Linked DNA regions of Mus musculus: region 2 is linked to region 1. The links are chromatin contacts, called in public HiChIP or PLAC-seq maps. All regions are on one chromosome and are shown on one strand. The core of a region is the stretch at or near the end of the contact, and the rest is flanking DNA. Distances in the headings are between cores, read along the strand shown. Region 1 overlaps Samd14 (sterile alpha motif domain containing 14). Region 2 overlaps Gm11520 (predicted gene 11520).

Region 1 (5,614 bases), core at 1,900-4,399:
CTTCATCCATCAGCCTAACTTAATGCTAGGACTATGTCCTCTAGGTAGTCCGCTCCCTCCTAGAGGGCTCAGGTTCTGATATGTCACTTCAGTCATCACAGCCTGTGTCTGGCTGTCTAGTTCTGAGTTCCTGGTCCTGGAGCATTGAACGGCTGCTGGTGCCTAGTGTAGTATTTCAGCTTGCTCTGGTCAGGTGATGGGCTTGGGGTGGGAGGTGGACTTACTTCTCGGCACACGTCCCTTTCCATGTAGGAATCTACCCTGAGCGATGACTCCACACCCCCCAGCAGCAGCCCCAAGATCCCCGGTGGTCCTCGACAGGAGACCAAGTGTTCCTATCCCTACCACACGCTGTCCCAGTCTTCGGATGAGGTGAGTGAGGCTGGCCTTTGTGCCTGCTGGGGGGGACCCAGCCGCAGGCCAGGCTTCCTGTACTCTCCCCATCTCTATCAGTTCCTGGATGAGTCCCTCCCTGCCGTACAACACTGGACCAGCCAGCAGGTGGGCCAGTGGCTACACAGCCTCAACCTGGAGCAGTATGCTGCCGAGTTTGCTGCCCGGCAGGTGGATGGGCCGCAGCTCCTGCAGCTGGACGGAAGCAAACTGAAGGTGGGTCAGAGTGCAGAGGTGATGATCTTTCAGATTGAGATAGCTTTTAGGGACAGAAATCACCCTTTGTCCTGACTTTTGACCCTGACTTACCTCCTGGACTGACCTGGCATTGGCTCTCCCTGTGTAGCCTCTGACCCGGTGTCTGACCTCTATGCAAGGTACTCCTTTCGCAGTGTAGTACAACACCTCCATCTGACTTGAAACTCAAGCCTAATCGCTTCTATCTGACCTTCTAGCTCCAGCCCGGGTCTTTGGGCTGACCTTGATCTTTGGACTACCATCAAGGCCACTTTCTTGGCCAGCTCCATCCCATATTCATTCTCAGATCCTGGATACCACCAGGCTCTGGCGTGCTAAGTGGACAGTGTGGAGAGGTGGCCTCCAATATCTGCAGGTTCCTGGGACTGAGGGAGAGAGAGCCCCATAGGAACTCTCTTATTTATTTATTTATTTATTTATTTATTTATTTATTTATTTATTTATTATATGTAAGTACACTGTAGCTGTCTTCAGACACTCCAGAAGAGGGCATCAGATTTCGTTACGGATGGTTGTGAGCCACCATGTGGTTGTTGGGATTTGAACTCAGGGCGTTTGGAAGAACAGTCGGCGCTCTTAACGGCTGAGCCATCTCACCAGCCCCCCATAGGAACTCTTGAAACGGGAAGGGACCTAGCCGATAAGCCACTTGACCTTGAACAAGTCACTCTTCACTCTGAGGACCTCAGAGGTTGAGCAGGATCATACTAAGGCTGAAATCCTAGGTTAAGGATCTGGCGCCAAGGACGGGGTCGCAAATGGCCTAGTGCCAGAGAGTTGTCATCTCTGACCACTTGCAAGCCATTCCTCCTACCTTGGGACCCCGATCCCTAGGCAAAGGCCAGACTTCCGAGCAGACTCTAGTGGGTCTGTGGGGCAGCGTTCTAGGCCTCTTTCCTTCATTCTGGATTTCTTCCCAGAGCCTGGGGCTCAGCAATTCGCATGACCGAGCACTGGTGAAGCGGAAGTTGAAGGAGCTGGCAGCGGCTGCTGAGAAGGAACGGAAGGCGCAGGAGAAGACCGCAAAGCAGCGGGAGAAGCTGCGGCGCCGCGAGAACGATGCCAAGAAGAGCTAGGGATGGCTGGCGGGGCTGGCACCCCGGCGCACTTGCAGCCACCTACATGGGCCTCACCAGGGAGGCAGGGTCCAGGCACCAGGCTCTCGGAGCACGCGGCCCCCCTCTCACCCTGTTTGGACTGAGTCCTCTGGAGGGAGACCCCAGGGGGGAGGGCCCAGTAATAAACCCAATTTCGAGGACTTGTTTGGCGCAGACTTCCAGGGGGAAGCAGGTGGCAGATGAAGAGGGCAGAGGCCAGGAATGCAGCAAACGCGGAGCCCAGAGGAGCCTGGTTCAGGTGGAACCTCCGCCCTCTGACTAGAGTGGTCCGAGCAGGAAGAAATCTAGCAGGAGAGGCCCTACCATGGCCAGGATTCCTAGGTTTAGAGAGTAGCCTGGGCAACCCGACTGGAGACAGGAGACAGCTGTGTCTCCTCACCTTTTGAAGGTGGCTGTGTGGTGGGAGAACAGATCTCCCCAGAGAGGCCAGTGGGCAGTGCCAGTAGCACTCAGGGTGGATTCCCAGACACCTCCTCAGAGGAGAGAGAGAGCAGGGCAGGATAAGCTGGCCTCTGTAAGGAAGGCAGAGGGGGAGAAGGGAGCTCTCACTCACTCTCTCTCTCTTCCCCTCCCTCACCTGCAGGTTCCAGCACACAGGTCTGCTCCTCTCCCATTGAGTCCCTTTCGCAGAGCTAAAATCCACTTCTTCGGAGAGTACTTGAGCCTTCGAGGGCAGGAAAAATTGAGAGCTGTTGGGGACACGGGTCACTCCCCCAACTAGTGTCTAGATGGTGAAGAGGCACACCCTAAGTGTGGCCTGCATGCTGCCAGATTGAAAGGGTCCATCAGCTTCCCTGGTGCCCTGGGTGTGTCAAGGCCTCAGAGGCCTGGGGCGGATGGACAGACACTGCTGGCTTAGGTTTGCTAGGCTACAGAGGGGGACTGGGCCAGCCCCGCGTGGGACTGGCACATGTCCTTTGTAGGGCGTGTTCAGAGATAGAGGGTCCAGGTGCAATGCTGACCCAGCTTCTTGGGTGCTGGTCAGTTACTACTAGGCCCAGGTTTTAGATGACAAACCCCCACCCCTCCCAGTTTCCTGGAGAGGTGAACAGGACCTGCATGTTAACTCCCTCTCTCCTGCCTGGGAAAGTGGCTGAAGGCCAGGGCCCTATGTTTGTGCTCAGTCACCTTCACTGGAAGAGGGGGCCTCATAGGGAAAACTAAGGTATCGGGGCACTGGCACTTCCTAGACTGGGTGGGGAGGGTGGAGGCTCTACTGTCCCCGAAGCCGTGAAGAGCCAAGTGTGCCCACCTGCATGTGAAGGGGGAAGATGGCTATCAACTTCTTTCAATAAATACTTACCACACACCAGTGATCTTCTTGTCTGGGACAAGGGACTAAGCTACGCCTGAGTGGACGGCCCTGCCTGGTGGCGTGTTCAGCTGGCCTAGGTCCTGAGTACAGTTAGTCCTAGGGGACCAGTCTTCACAGGTGCTTCATGTGTGGGCTCCCCCTCCCCGAGCAAGGAAGCCAGGCAGCAGTCACATTTCATCTGTTTACTGTGGATGTCACTGTCACCATCCCAGCCACTGGGAGGGCACACGGCTTTAACCCCTGTGTGTGGAGGGGAAGGGCAGGGCTTCTGAGATTACAAAACTGGCTATGTACATAGGGCTGTCCTAGGGGTGAGTCACTTGTGCACACATAGTGGGCATAGGGGTGGGGTGGGGTCTGAAGCTCAGGCAGCATAGGGTGGGTGTAGACTGGGCAGGGGAGGTGTGCACGTGAGGACATGCTGGGTGGGCAAGGCTTTAGGAAGCAGCTAAACAGAAACATTGCTAAGATCACCTTGGGGGCAGCTTACTCCTAGGCCTGCCCTCTCGGTGGGCCCCGGGTGAGAATCGCTACCTACTCTCAAGTTCCCAATTGCAACTTCATACCATCCAGAGTAGAGATAGAGGCTGCAGGATCAGAGTCAAGGGTGGACCCTATCTTCCCCCAGTCCCTCTCCAGACTTGAGGGCACTCCATCCTTCTTAACATTGACAAAGAACCCAGCCCAAATGTGCCTGTACAGTGTGTGGGCATAAGGCAAGCGGAGCAGCCACTTGGAAGGCCAGGACTATGCAGGCAGTGAGGGGGAACCAGGGCTTCTAGTAGAAAACAGACAGTTCTGATCTTGGGAGAAGTGTCTCTGGGCCACCCCATCAGGGAGAGCCATCCCCAACCCTCAAGCATCACTATGGAAACCGGGTTCCAGGGAAACCCCCTAGGGTTTCTCCACAGAGACATATTGGCACTTAGGGACCACCACAGTTGGGCCACTGAGATTTCTACAAAGACAGATCTGGCCATCAGGGAGACCCAGTTTCACCCCTTGTACCCTAGGGGATAGATAGGGAAGGTCCCTGTGGTGGCTGGATTCAGAGGTGGCAGCATCCTACAGGTGCCAGGGAGGGAAGGCCCCTAGCTGACCCGATACGTCGATGTGTTCTTGGGCTCTGTGCTGGGCACACACCAGTCGCCGGCCTCCTGGATGGTCTGGTAGTGGCGCCAGGCAGACTTGTTGTAGACAGGCAGGCGCTCCACTGAGTCCGTGGACAGGGCCTAGAGAGCATTGCCATCAACCTCCTGCTTGCCCACACCCCAGCTTACTACCCTCTCCCACCCAGGCCCTGATGGTCTCCATCCCTGGAGTCCTAACCCAGGTCTGAGTCAGCCTCATAACCAGGCATTAGCCTGAGACATTACCCCAGACCTGGAAAAGCCCCTAAAAGAGTCAGCCTTCTGTCTCTTGCCCTGGCCCATTCCATGAAGCTGGCCCCTCCACGATCAGGGGGGCAAAAAGGATCAAGAGGGAGGGAGGCTTTGCTGTGTGATCCCTATTAATCACCAAGGTACACTCGGATCAACTGAAGTTCAAGACCTGTAAGGTTCCCTTCCTTCTAGCCTAGGGTTTCTCAGAAGAGGGGCCTTACTCACAGACCTTAGACCCCCTGAAGTTGCCTACCACATTAGTTTAAAGTTACAGTGCTTGAGGAGCCAAGGCTCCTCTGAGTCTTGGAGAGCCAAAACTGAGTTTGGAGTCAGGAAGGATGAGGGATGGGTAGAAACCCGTTAGCAGCCAGCTTGCCCCTGGCGGGCCTCACCTTCAGATAGATGACAGCATCTGTCCCAAAGCCCTCCATAGAGAAAAGCTGCAAGTCCCCCTGGAAGTACTTGGCGTAGAGGCGGGAAATGGGGAGTCCGTACCCAAAGCCAGCCTACAGAGGAGCCACAGGTCATAAAGTGAGCCAGGAATGCTGGACTGGGGACAGGCAGGGGCGCTGGAGCAGGGGTGGAGAAGGGACATTTCTGAAGCAGATGGGAGTAGGTGGGAGGCAGGGGGACTGCAGAGGATGCATGGAGAGACGCTGGTCTGGGCGGGAGAGTTCTACCCAGGCCGGTGGTTAAAAGCTCCTTAGAGTCTATTCCCTAAGCCTAGGACTGCCTGTTCCACAGGAGCAGGGACAGAGGCGACAGCAATTAGCAATGCGGTGGAGAAAGAGGAGAGAGGGCCAAGGAGAAGTGACAGCTAAACAGATGGGCGGATGATCAGCAGGCAGGGGGCTATTAGCAAACGGTAGAGAGAGAGGAGGCCCTGGAGTCACAACAGGAGACTGTTGTCACACCACACAGCCATGGGGTGGGCTGTGGGGAGGGGGATATGCTTGGGAGTTTAAAAAGCAGGAGCCAGGGGACTGGAGGAAGGCGTCTATCTCACCAGCGGGGTACCCCCAGTGCCAGGCTGGGGTGTGGGAGCTGTGGAGTACATGTAGCTGAAGAGCCTCTCGATCTTCCTCAAGGGGACACCCCCGCCTCGGTCACTCATCTGGGAGACCAGGGGGCATGTGAGATACCCTCCA
Region 2 (5,614 bases), core at 1,323-3,822, 300 kb after region 1:
TCTATATGTCCCTCTAACCTAGCATGATACTGGATGCATAGAAGAGCTCAAGAAATGAGTAGGTATTAAGCCATTGTTGTTGTTGTTGTTATTGTTGTTGAAAAAAGATAAACTTTGCTCTAAAATAAGGTAGTATGTAATTATTCACTTGGAAAACCCCAGGGGCCAAAAAAGAAAAGCGTGAATGAGGTCAGAAGAGTTCCTTTCCATGTCTGGACAATAGCTACACAATGGACTGTTTCAGGGACATTAGGGCTATTCAGGACCCATCCATCCCTTGACCTTTTGCGATCATCCTTATGAAGGGCAATTACTATGCAGCTCTCACAAAATGCATCTTCTTTCCACCAGCAGGAACCAAATTCTGAACAACATAAATCATCGCCGTGCCTCACCCTACCCTGGGCTCTCAGGTGATCATCTTCCCGGTCTGCACACTCTTGGGCACAGACCCTGCTGATCCTTCGGGCCGGTGCCCGCTCTCTTTCCCACCACAGAGGGGGAAATCTCAGAAGGTGGTGTCCTTCGGTCAGAAGTAAAAATGGCTGCATCTCTCTGGGCAACCGATGCCTGGGCCTGGTATTCCTGAGTCCACAGCGGGGATGCCATTAGCCTTGCTCCCAAGATCCATGCAACCAGCATCCCTGGCATTTAGCCTACCGTCCCTGGCACTTAACCCCATGGCCCCATAAGAAGAGACATTTCAAATAGTTTTTCTTGGAGCCATGGAAGGTTCAAAAGAATTCTTTCATGTTAAAAAAAAATAAATCCTCCAAAACTAGCTGTTACGGAGCTGCTCAGCTTGCTTATTTCAAGGTTCAGAATGTACGCAGATGCCCGTTAGTCCTATCCTGCCAGTTCCACTGGTTTTACTCAACCCAGAGCCAGGGTCTTGGGCCCCAGGAAATGGGAAGGCCGTATCCTGTCCCAAAGTTGGCCTGCAGCCACAGACATCAAGAAGATGAGTAGTACCTGGACTCTTGTCAGTGGCATGCTGAAGCCTCCTGGAAATTAGTCTGGGGTCTTCTCTCTGCCTTCCCACCTAGCCCCTTCTAGAAGCTCATAACCCACTGTGTCTTAAACACTGTCGGGAAGATCCTACTCTCCAACCCCTGCTGGAGGCTCCCTGCCAGGCAGAGGCTGCACACTAAGCAGGGAGCAAAGACAGAAAGGCAGGAGTGCCCATCACTTACCAACCAGATGCGGTTTCCAGTCACTGCCCGCCAGCATTTTAGCCGTGAGAGCAGGCATTGCAGGCAGAGTTTTCTGGCTTTGGACAAAGTGCAGTCCAATCGGGTGTGAGGTCTTCTTACTTTGCTGTCCAAGTTTGGGAGACAGAACGAAGGGGTAAATCCTTTCCTCTTTTGATTTATAGTGGTTTCAGAATTAAAACACATTTTCTTTTTTGGGGGAGGGGGGAGTTCAAGACAGGGTTTCTCTGTGTAGCCCTGGCTGTCCTGGAACTCACTCTGTAGACCAGTCTGGCCTTGAACTCATAAAGATCTGCCTGCTTCTGCCTCCTGAGTCTGGGTAGATTCTCTTTTCTCTCACTCTTTCCCTCCATGTCTTTCCTTGGGCCTCCTCTAACGGCTTCTCTTTTGACCTCACAAAGAGCTCTCTCACTTGCCCTGGCACACTACCCATGCTTCTTAGAGTTCTGGCTCAGTTTCTCTGGCAGGCCTTGAAGAGCGGTACCACCCTCCGCCTCCCTTGGTCTTTTTTTCTGGTTTCTCTTTAATTCGAGCCCCTACTCCGACCCCTCATTCTTGTCTCTCCTTCTCCAAGGTAGGAAACTCAGAGAAAATTGGATTTGGCCCTAGCCTAGCTGCCAAAGCACACACTTAACAATATTTTAGTGGAGAAATTAAACTCTTATTCCCGAGGCAGCTAGGTTCTCAGACTCACCTGCATAATTCCTGAGTAGCATAAACAAAATCAGAGTTTCAGAGAGTTTAGGTATGTGGGAGATAGAGGGAGTTGTGTTAAGCCATGACCAGTGGGACCTGTATGGTCTAATGTCAACCCTTACCTATGGGGTCAGGAATACACCTCTAGGTCTGGGCTCGTCTGACCCAGTACACTGCCTCCTAAGTAGTGACAATGCAGCAGTCTTTGGGCTGTCACTGGAGCTGTGTAAATGCATGAGTATGTTTCCTGACTTTTCTGAGTCTCAGCCAGTAAGTTGCGGATAACTGTGTTGACTCTAGAGAGTAATCATGAAGACAGCAGGACAGTTAGATGCGATAATGTGTGCAAGTGGCTTCCTGTCTTCTGTGTTGTGTGGTAGGGGCACATATCCCATGACATTATGGCTGCATTGCTTGTAGAGCCCTGCTGTTAGTGTCCCTAATAGGTAAGGGCTCCTTGGCCTTTCCCTGAGATTGCAGATGCCCTCACTGGCTCCGGAATCCTAGGGTTTCTAATGTATTTGGGAAGATTCAGAACTGGGTGTTCGGAGCCGTGAAATCGACAAACTTGGTATTTGTACTCTGACTCAACCTTCTGGGCCAACTCAGGAGGCTAGAGAATTGGACAGGACTTTTGGGTGGGACGTCCAGGAAAGGTGCCAGCTTGTGTGCTTGTATCAGAGTGCCATGGAAAAGGGCAAGACGAGGCTGCTTCCTACCCACACAGTGCTGACGACCTTGTAAGCCGCGAGGCTTTTGCCGGAGGTAAATGGAAGCAGGTCGTCCCAGAGCCCACTGGTGGAATGTACAAGAGCTTTCTAAGAGCTTCGGTGTGCAGCAGGAGAAACCACCTGCTCTGAAAACACCATTGTTCTCAAAGTGCAGGCAGGTTAATAAGAAGGAGGAGGAGTGGAGTTTTTTGTTTTTTTCGAAGCTAGAGAGACTTGGCTGTCAAGGCCATTTAGTTGAGCCAGAGCCATTTTGTGGAATAAATGAGTTGGGTACAGGAAATCCACAGGAAAAGCCAGGAATAGGCACCTAATTTAGTCAGATCGGGATGTAAGCAGGCTCTATTCCTTTAGTCAGAACAGATTTATCGAGTTGTTAATGGAACAGCGTCAAAGGTCCCTTCCAAGGCTTTCCACCAAATCCTATAGTCGCAGGTTTGTTTTTAATTTTATTTTAACTTCTTTAAGAGGGACACTAAAACAAATCTTTAAAAAAGAAGAGCTGGGGCTGAGACTGGGGAGCTAACTCCATGGACGAGAATGCTTGCTGGGGACCTGAGTTCAAATCCCCAGCACTCGTGTAAAAAGTGTAGCTAGGTGGGTGTGTGCATTGTAAGAGGGTGAAGGCAGGAGGGTCAGTGCAGCTCACTGAGTGACAGCCTAGCTCTAGGTCCATAAAGAAGGGAACGAGGTAGAGAATGACAGGACACCGAGCAACTTCTTGGGGACCTACACAATGCATGAGCACACACACACACACACACACTATATTTTTTAAGGCCTCGAACTGTTGCTTAGTGGTAGAGCACTTACCTAGCACACACAAAAGGAGGGAGAGGAGCAGAGAGGAGAAAAGAGAGAAAGAACGAACAGTCGAATTAGGCCTCATAAAGCCTTTGCTGCTTTTGGTCTATAAGGGCTTTTAGCCTCAATTCAATACTGACCAGAGATGTTAGCTTGAGAGACAGATGCTTAAGTGATCCCCCACCTCAGCTGTGCTGGATGAAGTGGCTTGCAGTTCTTGTTGACAAGACAACAGAGATCCCCTTCCTCAGAGAGAAAGGACACACACACACACACACACACACACACACATACACACATGCACGCTTAGGAGAAAAGATGGAGGTGCTCAGAAGCTAGTATGAAAGGCAATAGTGGGCTATTAACCCCCTTCCTTAGTCCTGATAAACGGTCAGGGTCTGACAAGGTTTGCTGAGGGACGATTGCAGATTGTGGAGCAGAAGTGGAGGCTGAAGCAAACAGTGGTGAGGAAGATGGGGTTCACGGACAGAGGAAAGGCTCACTGACCGAGCCTCAAAGATAAAGCTGACACTGGGGGGGGGGGGGCAGAGGCAGGCAGATCTTTATGAGTTTGAGGCCCACTTGGTCTATAGCATAAGTTCCAGGCCAATTAAGGCTACACTGTGAGATCCTGTCTCAAAAATACATAAACCTATATAGTTTTGACCCCACAAGGATTTATTACAAAAGCCTTTGCCTTTTTTCTTAATCTGTTTTTTTTTAAGATTTATTTATTTATTATATGTAAGTACACTGTAGCTGTCCTCAGATACTCCAGAAGAGGGCGTCAGATTTCGTTACGGATGGTTGTGAGCCACCATGCTGGGATTTGAACTCGGGACCTTCGGAAGAGCAGTCGGTGCTCTTAACCACTGAGCCATCTCGCCAGCCCTTATCTGTTTTTTTGAGACAGGGTCTCTCTGTATAGCCCTGGCTGTCCTGGAACTCACTCTGTAGACCAGGCTGGCCTTGAATTCAGAAATCCGCCTGCCTCTGCCTCCCGAGTGCTGGGATTAAAGGCGTGTGCCGCCATGCCCAGCTAGCCTTTGCCTTTTATTTGTTTTGAAACAGGGTCTCATGATGTAGCCCTGGCTAGCCTACAACTTGGTATGTAGACCAGGCTGGTCTTAAAGTCATGGGGGCCTTTAGGCAGGAAGTCACCCGCCTCCACCTCTCAAATGCTGGGACTAGGAGCATGCCCCACCCCACTAAGTCCTGAAGCCTCTATAGAGGATGGTTCTGGTCCTGAAGCCAAGCTCCAGAGCTAAGCTCAGGGCATGAACAAAATGAGACTAAAGACGGATGTTCAAATCACCCCTGCTGTTACGTTTATGATCTCTTTGGTAGGATTCTGATGCCTGGCACATGGGATGAGAGGAAGAGAAGGCCTGCATGTGAAATCACATGGAACATTTCAAAAGTGTTGACCTTTCTGCCTCTGGGGCAATTGCATTTTTGAGGCAGATATAAAGGATTTCTGTGAGAACAGCGGTGGCATAGAAAGAACTCTAGAGTGAGAATGAAGCACACGTGTCTTTTGGTTTCTAGACAGTCCCCTGAGAGTACTGAACTGACGTGAACTCCCCAGAGACTTTCATATTGGAGGCAAAGGTTAGGTATGGAGTACAAACTGCCCCCAAGGTGCTGCCGTGGAAATCTCCTGACTCCCAGAGGTACATGAATCACAAAGCATGACGGACCTATAGTGGCTTGTTTGTTCTTTTGTTTCATTTTCTGTGTGGCATTGGTTGTCTTGTCCTGTCCTGTCCTGTCCTGTCCTAGCTAGACCAGGCTGACCTCAAACTCATAGACATCCTCTGGCTCCTGCCTCCCAAGTGCTGGGATTAAAGGCATGAACCACCACACCCAGCTTTAAAGTTTGTTTATGAAAATGAATATGCTTTTATTTATGTGCATGCATGTGAGGATGTACATATGAGATTGTGTATACCCACAGAAGCCAGAAGAAAGCATCAGATGTCCTGGAGTTGGAGTCACAGGTGTTTGTGTGTCATGTGATGTGGGTGCTGGGAACTGAACTCAGATCCTCTGTAAGAGCAACAAGTTCTCCTAACGGCTGAGCAAACTCTCCAGCACTGCTTAAAGTGTGCTTTTAAAATGTATTCAGGCATGCACTGGAGAGGGACATCAATATGCCACCTCCTACTTGTCCAA

The links. HiChIP or PLAC-seq counts read pairs in DNA pulled down with a chosen protein or histone mark.
Region 2: a FOXA1 HiChIP or PLAC-seq map of pancreatic cancer cells shows a contact between it and region 1. The contact joins two enhancer-like sites. A contact is called at or near these places in 1 of 39 promoter capture datasets (cranial neural crest), 1 of 484 Hi-C or Micro-C datasets (rod photoreceptor), 3 of 115 datasets of contacts at active chromatin or transcription factors (bone marrow-derived macrophages, embryonic stem cells and pancreatic cancer cells) and 2 of 9 other capture datasets (adipose tissue and liver).

What each region holds. Positions count from the first base shown.
Region 1 is chr11:95,023,007-95,028,620 of GRCm38.p6, forward strand. It overlaps Samd14 (sterile alpha motif domain containing 14), which reads left to right. Exons shown (of 10, transcript NM_146025.2): 8 at 253-372; 9 at 454-609; 10 at 1,572-3,081. The coding sequence ends at 1,727. Pdk2 (pyruvate dehydrogenase kinase, isoenzyme 2) reads right to left here. Exons shown (of 11, transcript NM_133667.2): 9 at 5,473-5,580; 10 at 4,859-4,972; 11 at 3,252-4,316. The coding sequence ends at 4,176. Among named protein-coding and RNA genes, the nearest start is that of Gm11513, 6.9 kb to the right of the region's middle. Within about 2 kb of position 3,150, at least 20 of the 459 cell types and tissues checked have an H3K27ac peak or open chromatin away from gene starts, as enhancers often do. A contact at or near this core is called in pancreatic cancer cells, where this site is marked.
Region 2 is chr11:95,323,814-95,329,427 of GRCm38.p6, forward strand. Gm11520 (predicted gene 11520) reads left to right here. Exons shown (of 3, transcript NR_155298.1): 3 at 355-780. Among named protein-coding and RNA genes, the nearest start is that of Fam117a, 10 kb to the right of the region's middle. Within about 2 kb of position 2,573, at least 15 of the 459 cell types and tissues checked have an H3K27ac peak or open chromatin away from gene starts, as enhancers often do. A contact at or near this core is called in pancreatic cancer cells, where this site is marked.